2 separate regions of the Gossypium hirsutum genome follow, and region 2 is linked to region 1. The links are chromatin contacts, called in public Hi-C maps. All regions are on one chromosome and are shown on one strand. The core of a region is the stretch at or near the end of the contact, and the rest is flanking DNA. Distances in the headings are between cores, read along the strand shown.

Region 1 (3,653 bases), core at 387-2,886:
ATTATTCAAATTAATTATAAAATATAAAAATAATTTTTTAATATTTTAAAAACTTGAGAACAGTAAAATGAATTTACTAATCAGAAAATAAAAATAAAATATTCCTTTTTTTAAAACCAGACCAGGATCTGACCCATGGGAACAGGTCCCTAGACTTGCTTGCACCTGCTTGCACGTGTTCCCAACTCAACACCTGATTGATCCCACGTGGCAGAATGACAATATTACAAGCCACCACATCAAGCGACACGTGGAAATAATGAAAGAAAATGGGTCCCACTTTCTTAATATTTCCTACCAACACCTCACCGACAACTTTTGCTTATTCCTATGGCCATATGACCCATCCGGTTCGGCACGTGTGTACAATCACGCACCCTGAACCGCCGGCCCTAGAATTTAACCCCACTAATTCGTAATTACTTCAATTTACTACCCAAATTCATCTTTCGTTTTACTTAAAAAATTTAGATACCAAAATGAAAATTTTGACATAATTTAGGGACTTATTTATAAGATAAACCTTAATTTATAGCTCTAATTTTACTAAGTCAAGTCAAGCCTACCAAGAAAACAACAACATCACTATTTTTAATCACATTTTAAATTTATTTCATAGAAAATTAAAATTATTTAATTGAAAATTGCAAATTATATTTTAACCCTAGGCTTTAATTCAATTTTATTATAGAAATTCAGTTTTTTAATTTAATTTAGTTTATTTTTTTTTACTTTTTATAATATCGGTTAGTCTTAATAGTTAAAGGATGTAAAACTGAAACATGCATACTAGAAGGATCAATAACAAAATTAAACCTATAATTAAAAACCCTTCAAGAATTCAACTAAAAACCCAAAAAGAACAAGACAAAGTTCGTTTATGAATTCGGACAATTTTTCTATCAGTCGACAAAACAATGAGAACAAACACAAGAAGAAGAAAAAAAAATTCAGAGGCTTTAAATTATCAACCAAAAAAATAGAAAAATAAACTAAAGGGGCTTTCTGTGGAATTATACCTACCTAGGAAGATCACAGCCATGGGGTTGCCATCTCCATTTCTGATACTCAGTATCCGGTCTCCCATGTGTTCTACACGTTAATTGTGGCTGGATGTATGGACACTCCGATTCATCATAGTGAGGCCGAGTCAACTCGTCCTTGACCCACTTCCCACTGAATATATCACATCCTTCTTCACTTTCCTCCACCGCAAATGACGGCAGCTGCACCACCAACTTCTCCCTTTTCTTCACTAACCCCACAAAGAAAAATCAGCCAAAAAAACAAAGAGAGCTCGACTTTTGAGTTTGAGTTGGACTGACTGAGTCAAGTATAAGATGAACTCACCTGGTGTGGTGGAGATAACTGGGCTGGGGATTATTGGGTCAACTCGGCCAAAATTGGCGATGGAGTATTCTCCATGGATGATAGCAATGAAAACAATGAAAGCTAATAAAATGTATAAGTAAGTTGAGAGACGAGACCTTCTAAGAATACCAGAGGATGATGATGTTGATGAAGAAAGTGGAGCCTTCATTTTTGTTCTTTAAAAGAAAAAGAAGAACAGAGAAACTTTTCTTTGGTTTTGATTGTTTGTGGAAGTTTGTTCATGAATAATTAATGTATTTGGATACCATGGAAAAGTGTTGAATGCTTTTATTAATGTGATGTAGGTGTGGTGAGAAAGTGAAATTATATAATTTTATAAAAGGCTAAATTCCATTTTTGATCCCTCTATTATGATTCATTTTGATATCAACTGGCTAAATGATTAGACTATGGTTACATATAGCAAGTGTCACCTTCTTACGTGCCTATTTCGATCCCAACCCCATAATCCTTACATAAATCTCTTTAATTTGACATGATTTGGTCTTTATAATTTTATAAAATATCGAATTATGGCTGCATATAGCAAGTGTCACCTCCAATGAAGCACCAATTCTAAAAGCATCATCTCACTAATAATATTAACTATTTGAACTAATACATTGTGAAATCAAAAGGTTCAATTATGTTGAATCAAAATAAAAACACTAAATTTCAAATTTGAGCACAGTTGAGGGACTGAAATCAGAATTTAACCCTTTTGTAAAATAAAATAAAACAAAATGATTGGTTGCATATGATCACCAGGTCATATCTTTCTGTTTGTTCGCCACTTTCTGACATGTGAGGTTGGGATTTTGGGGGTTTTCTTTACTTTATTGTTTTGTAACAATTTAATTTAGGTGAATAATTTTTGGATTAACATTAATTAAATGGTGATTAGGTTGGGGATCAATTTGCTAACAGGAAAAAGTGATCCAATTTCTGTTGTAAAGACAACTTGCCTTTGCTTCAACTCAACTCAATTTTTGATTATAGATCTTGTAGAATAAGAATTTTTGATCGATCGAGTCTTAATTCAATTGATATAGGTATTGTTGTCAATGCAGGAAGACGTAGGTTCGAGTGTGCTGAAACTTATCATCTCTCTATTTATAGGTTGGAGAGGGACTATGAATAGTTGTAGACATTGTGTCAAAAAAAGCAAATATGATCAATTTTCGTACGAGTTAAAAAAAATCGATTTTTGATATTCATCTAATTTAATAATTCATTGATTTTTAATCCAATATGTATTTGATATTCTTTCAACACTAACTAGTAGTGCAAGGAAAGTCAATAATATTTATCTTTGTTTTTAAGCCTAATTAGTATTCTTTCAACATAGATGCACCCATTATTACAATGACTTGAAGGGTAAAAAAGTGGGATAAATAGTAAAATCATAAATGAATTTTAGTTTAATATGTAATTTGATATATATAAATTTTGAATTTGTGCAATTATACACATAAAACTTGAATTATGGTTCATATATATGTATATAAAAAATTTTGATTTAATTAATTGTACATATTTAAATAAATGAATACATACATTTAATTTCATATTGGATTAATATAATTGTTTGTGGAAATTGAATCAGATTAAAATTTTATGTATAAAATTACACAAAATTAAAATTTATATATGATATTATACATTGAATCAAAGTTCATATATGATTTTGATATTTATCCTTAAAAGTAGTTTCATCATTGAGGATGTATTAAAATAGGGTTGCTTTAATTAATTAAGGGATTTAGGTGAAGATTTGGTAACATTTCAACTTCTACTTTGTTGGTTTTAAATGTTTTTCTTTTTCTTACTCTAATCCTCAACAAGAAAATAGGTGTTTAAGGTGTCATCCAATTGATATGATCAGCAACCCAATTGGGATGTATCAACTACAACATATTCCATATTCATATGGAGAAAAACACTTTATAAAAGAGAAGATTTTTATAATTTTTTGTACGATTAATATTTTAATAATTTAATTGTTGTATTTCATGTTCTTGCATATTATGTTAGTCACGTTTGGGGTAAATTAAATTTTTTTGAACTATTTATTTTAATGTAAAAATTTCAACAGTTAAACAATGGTAAAACACATTACACTCTCAATGAAAATTTTGGGTTCGAACTTTGGAAATAATATTGTTGAGAGAGGCCACAAAGAACCTCAGAAAGATTAATCTTAATCTTCATAGACCATAAAATGAACATAAAAGATACATTGACCATACCCCAAATATATATATAGAGAGAGAGAGAGACAA
Region 2 (3,653 bases), core at 702-3,201, 250 kb after region 1:
TGCATGTCAATCAGTTCAATTTCAATCTTATGACTAATAGTCAGCTGATTCACACTCCAATCGTATTGGCCAGTTTAATTCTGAAAACATTGGTTTTGATCGATGAAATAACTTTTTCGATCTCGTCAAGTTGAGCAGGCAGGTGATGTAGTTCAAAAACATAATTAATCATCATTATCTCGACCTCAAGAGGGCGAATTTCGAGCAATGTTGATATTTTCATCCATTATAAAAGAAGAAGAAAGTAAGAAAAAAAAAAGGGAATAGTAATAAAAAAATTAAAGAGAAATAATGTAAGAGGAAAAATATTTTTTAAAGTTTATATGAAATGACATTATTATCGGCTGAATTTTTTTTAATGAATATAATTTTTTTGTATAAAATAGGTAATATAAAAATAGTTTAGGTAGCATTTGAGATCAAAAAGATATTTAGGTATCAAAATGGAAGAAAATGCATAGTTTAGATACCAATTACGGGTTAAGCCTTTATTTTTTTTAAAAATAGATTTATTGGTTTGACTAAAGGAGGTAGCAACTTGAGAAAAAAATAGTTTAGGTGCCATGACGGGGAAGATGGTATATTTGTGAGCTAATCCAAATTTTTTTATATAGATTTTCATGATACAATTTGTGGTTGAACAGGTTAGGTTATCAGTTCCTGGTTTAACTAGTTCGATCAATTTGATCATTGGACCAACAATAAATAAAAATTTATAAAAGTCTAAAAAATTAAAAATATTAAACTAGTTCGACACGCTCAATAATCGATTTTTATTAATTCCAAGTAGTTTTTTAATCAATTAGTTTAACCCATTTATTTTAACTATTGTATCGATCAATTTTCGTATATCCTGATTCCATCTTGTTTTAGCGAAAAATTATATTACCCAAAAAGAAGGGTAAACTATCAAAATAGTCACTTTTATTTGCCTCAGGTTACATTTTAATCACTTATGTTTGAAATATTATGTTTTAGTCACTTACGTTATCGTGTTATAACATTTTAGTCATTGAACCGTTAATTATTGTTAACGATGTAATGATATGCTGAAATGGCACATTAAATCATCATTTTAAACGAAAATTTTAGGTTAAATTCTACAATTGGTACCCTTATCATCTTCCTTTTTTCATTTTGAGCAAATTTTTTTCTTTTATATTCTTTTAACTTTCATTTTTCTTTCTTTATGTTCCATTCTCTTCTGCTTCTCTCTCTGTTTTTGTCCTTTCTTCATTTCTTTTAACATAGTTTTTCTATATTTTCAATTTGTTAACACTATAGTCCACAAGCTCGCCTCACTCGAAAAAATTAAATTGTTTTTTAAAAAATAAAAGTATAAGGACTAGTTTTGACAAATGAAAAACATAAAAAAACTATGTTAAAAGAAATGGAAAATGGACGAAATCAAAGAGAGAGAAATAGAAGAGAAAGGAAAATAAAGAAAAAAATAAGTTAAAAGAACATAAAAGAAAAAATATGGGACCGATTGTATAAATTAACCAAAAATTTTGTTTGAAATGATATTTTAATATGCCACATCAGCTTAATTACCGTTACACAGTTGATAACAATTAATGACCCAATGACTAAAATATTACAACGCGATAACATAAATAATTAAAATATAATATTTTAAACATAATAACTAAAATATAGCCTAAAATAAATAAAAGTAACTATTATAGTTTATCTCGAAAAGAAAGCACAACTTTATTTTATTCCACACTTTTTTTTCTCCCAAGTACTTGTCTTCTTTACAAGTAAACTGTAAAAAACCTACAAGTAAGAAAGTATAAAAACAAAGTTTCAGACAAAAATCCCCCCACAACTCCCCCCAACTGTCCTATATTAACTACCAAACATGCTTCAACTTTAGTCTCCCCACTTCTATAAAAACACCTTCAGAAAACCTTCTCTTTCAATTCCCCCCTTTCAAAAATTCAATTCAATGGCTTCATCTCAAAACAACCATCTTTTCCACTGGAACTACGCCGAGCTCGGTGACCATGGCTTCCAAATCCGTGGCCGAACCCTCTTCTTCACTGTCCTCTTCATCATCATCATCGTTATTTCCGTCCTTATCTTCTTTTTCACCCGATGGGTATGTAGTTTCTATCGAGACGCGCCGTCTCCAACCTCTCACGCGCCGCCTCCGCCACCGAATCGTGGTCTAGACGTTGCTGCCATTAATTCTTTGCCGGTAACTATGTTCACGGACGGTGAAGCGCTTGCGAGTGAGTGTTGTATCTGTCTTGGTGTGTTCGAAGATGGTGAGAAGGTTAAGGTTTTGCCGGTTTGCAAACATACGTATCATCCACAGTGTGTTGATAGGTGGCTCAGTGCTGAATCGAGTTGTCCGCTTTGTAGAAGTTCAGTCCGAGTTGACTCAGATCAGCTGCAAATTGTAATTCAATAACAAGGACGACGACAACAACAACAACAGCAACCAAAATTAACAAAAAAATGTTTTTAATATTTAAAAAATATTTTTTGTTTAAATTATATTTTGCAAATGAGTGCTTCGAAAAAGGTTTGCAAAGTGCTCGATGAATTTACTCAATGAATTATTTGTTTTTTTTTTTAAGAAATAAACAAATATGTTAATTTGTTGAGTGAAGAAATGAAATTCATGGGTTTTTTTCCTCTTAAATCCTTCTTTACCATTTGAATGCCATTTTCTTTTATGGATTGGGCTTGAAAATGTTGTTCGAAGAAGAAATAAAAGGCTTGAAGAGTTGAGGTTATATAAAAGATACAATGTTTAAATTTATTTATAATATATTCTAACTCTTAAATAGGAGAATAAATACGTTTTAATACACTTAAATTCAAGTTTTTTTATACTGAAAATAATACCAATACAAATCGAGTTAAGACTCAATCAATATACTATCGGATTTTTAAGCCTAAAAAGAATGTAGATAGAAAATGGATTCTTTGATGCATGCTCATTGCCTACATGAGTGATCGTGTTGGGTCTTAATATGCCTAGTGACTTATTTTTCGATCCTAGGATGATTTATGCTAAGGTTTTTTCTTACAAGTAGTCAATTATTGATAATTTATTGTAATGCCAATTGATTTAATTTGTAATCAACAATTGATCGTATCGAGTTTTTTGATTTTTGTTTATTTTAGTTTTCTTTGAATTGTAACCTTATTCATATATTGGTATAATATCTTTAAATTAAAGTTTGTAATTAATTAAGGTGAGCAAAAATTAGATTGAAGGTAGCTAAGCTAAGATATTTTGTGACACTAATTGCATTGTTTAGAAATGCTCCTTAAACTTAAAAATGAACTATGATATATATGTCCAATTTCCCGAACCAAATTCCTAAACTCATATATTCAAGGGCGAAGGAACGGGATTGGCAAGAAATTGTTGCTTTAGATCACTTTTAAGATTCATAAAAGATTAAGTTAATATATAATAAAATTATAATTTGATCCTTCTAAAAATACTAAAATTTTAATTTAATCCTTTTGAAAATCATAAAGATATAAATCAATATATCATAATATATATAACTTAATGTCAACCCTAAAAACATTTTCTAATTTCGGCCCTAATACCAGTGAATTAAACATACATCAAGAAGTTGATGGATTGTCCCATTAATTATTGATATTAAACATTAACACAAGAC

Evidence for each region. Hi-C and Micro-C count contacts between places; a contact is called where the count stands out from the background.
Region 2: a contact with region 1 is called in a Hi-C map of hypocotyl, with 1.8 times the contacts expected there. The contact joins the promoter of LOC107936333 here to the promoter of LOC107939381 in region 1. A contact is called at or near these places in 2 of 34 Hi-C or Micro-C datasets (hypocotyl and leaf).

What each region holds. Positions count from the first base shown.
Region 1 is chrA10:117,495,208-117,498,860 of Gossypium_hirsutum_v2.1, forward strand. LOC107939381 (protein trichome birefringence-like 33) reads right to left here and starts at 1,637. Exons shown (of 6, transcript XM_016872710.2): 1 at 1,351-1,637; 2 at 1,024-1,255. The coding sequence starts at 1,540.
Region 2 is chrA10:117,740,001-117,743,653 of Gossypium_hirsutum_v2.1, forward strand. It overlaps LOC107936333 (RING-H2 finger protein ATL66), which reads left to right and starts at 1,952. Exons shown (of 1, transcript XM_016869037.2): 1 at 1,952-2,419. The coding sequence starts at 1,952. The coding sequence ends at 2,419.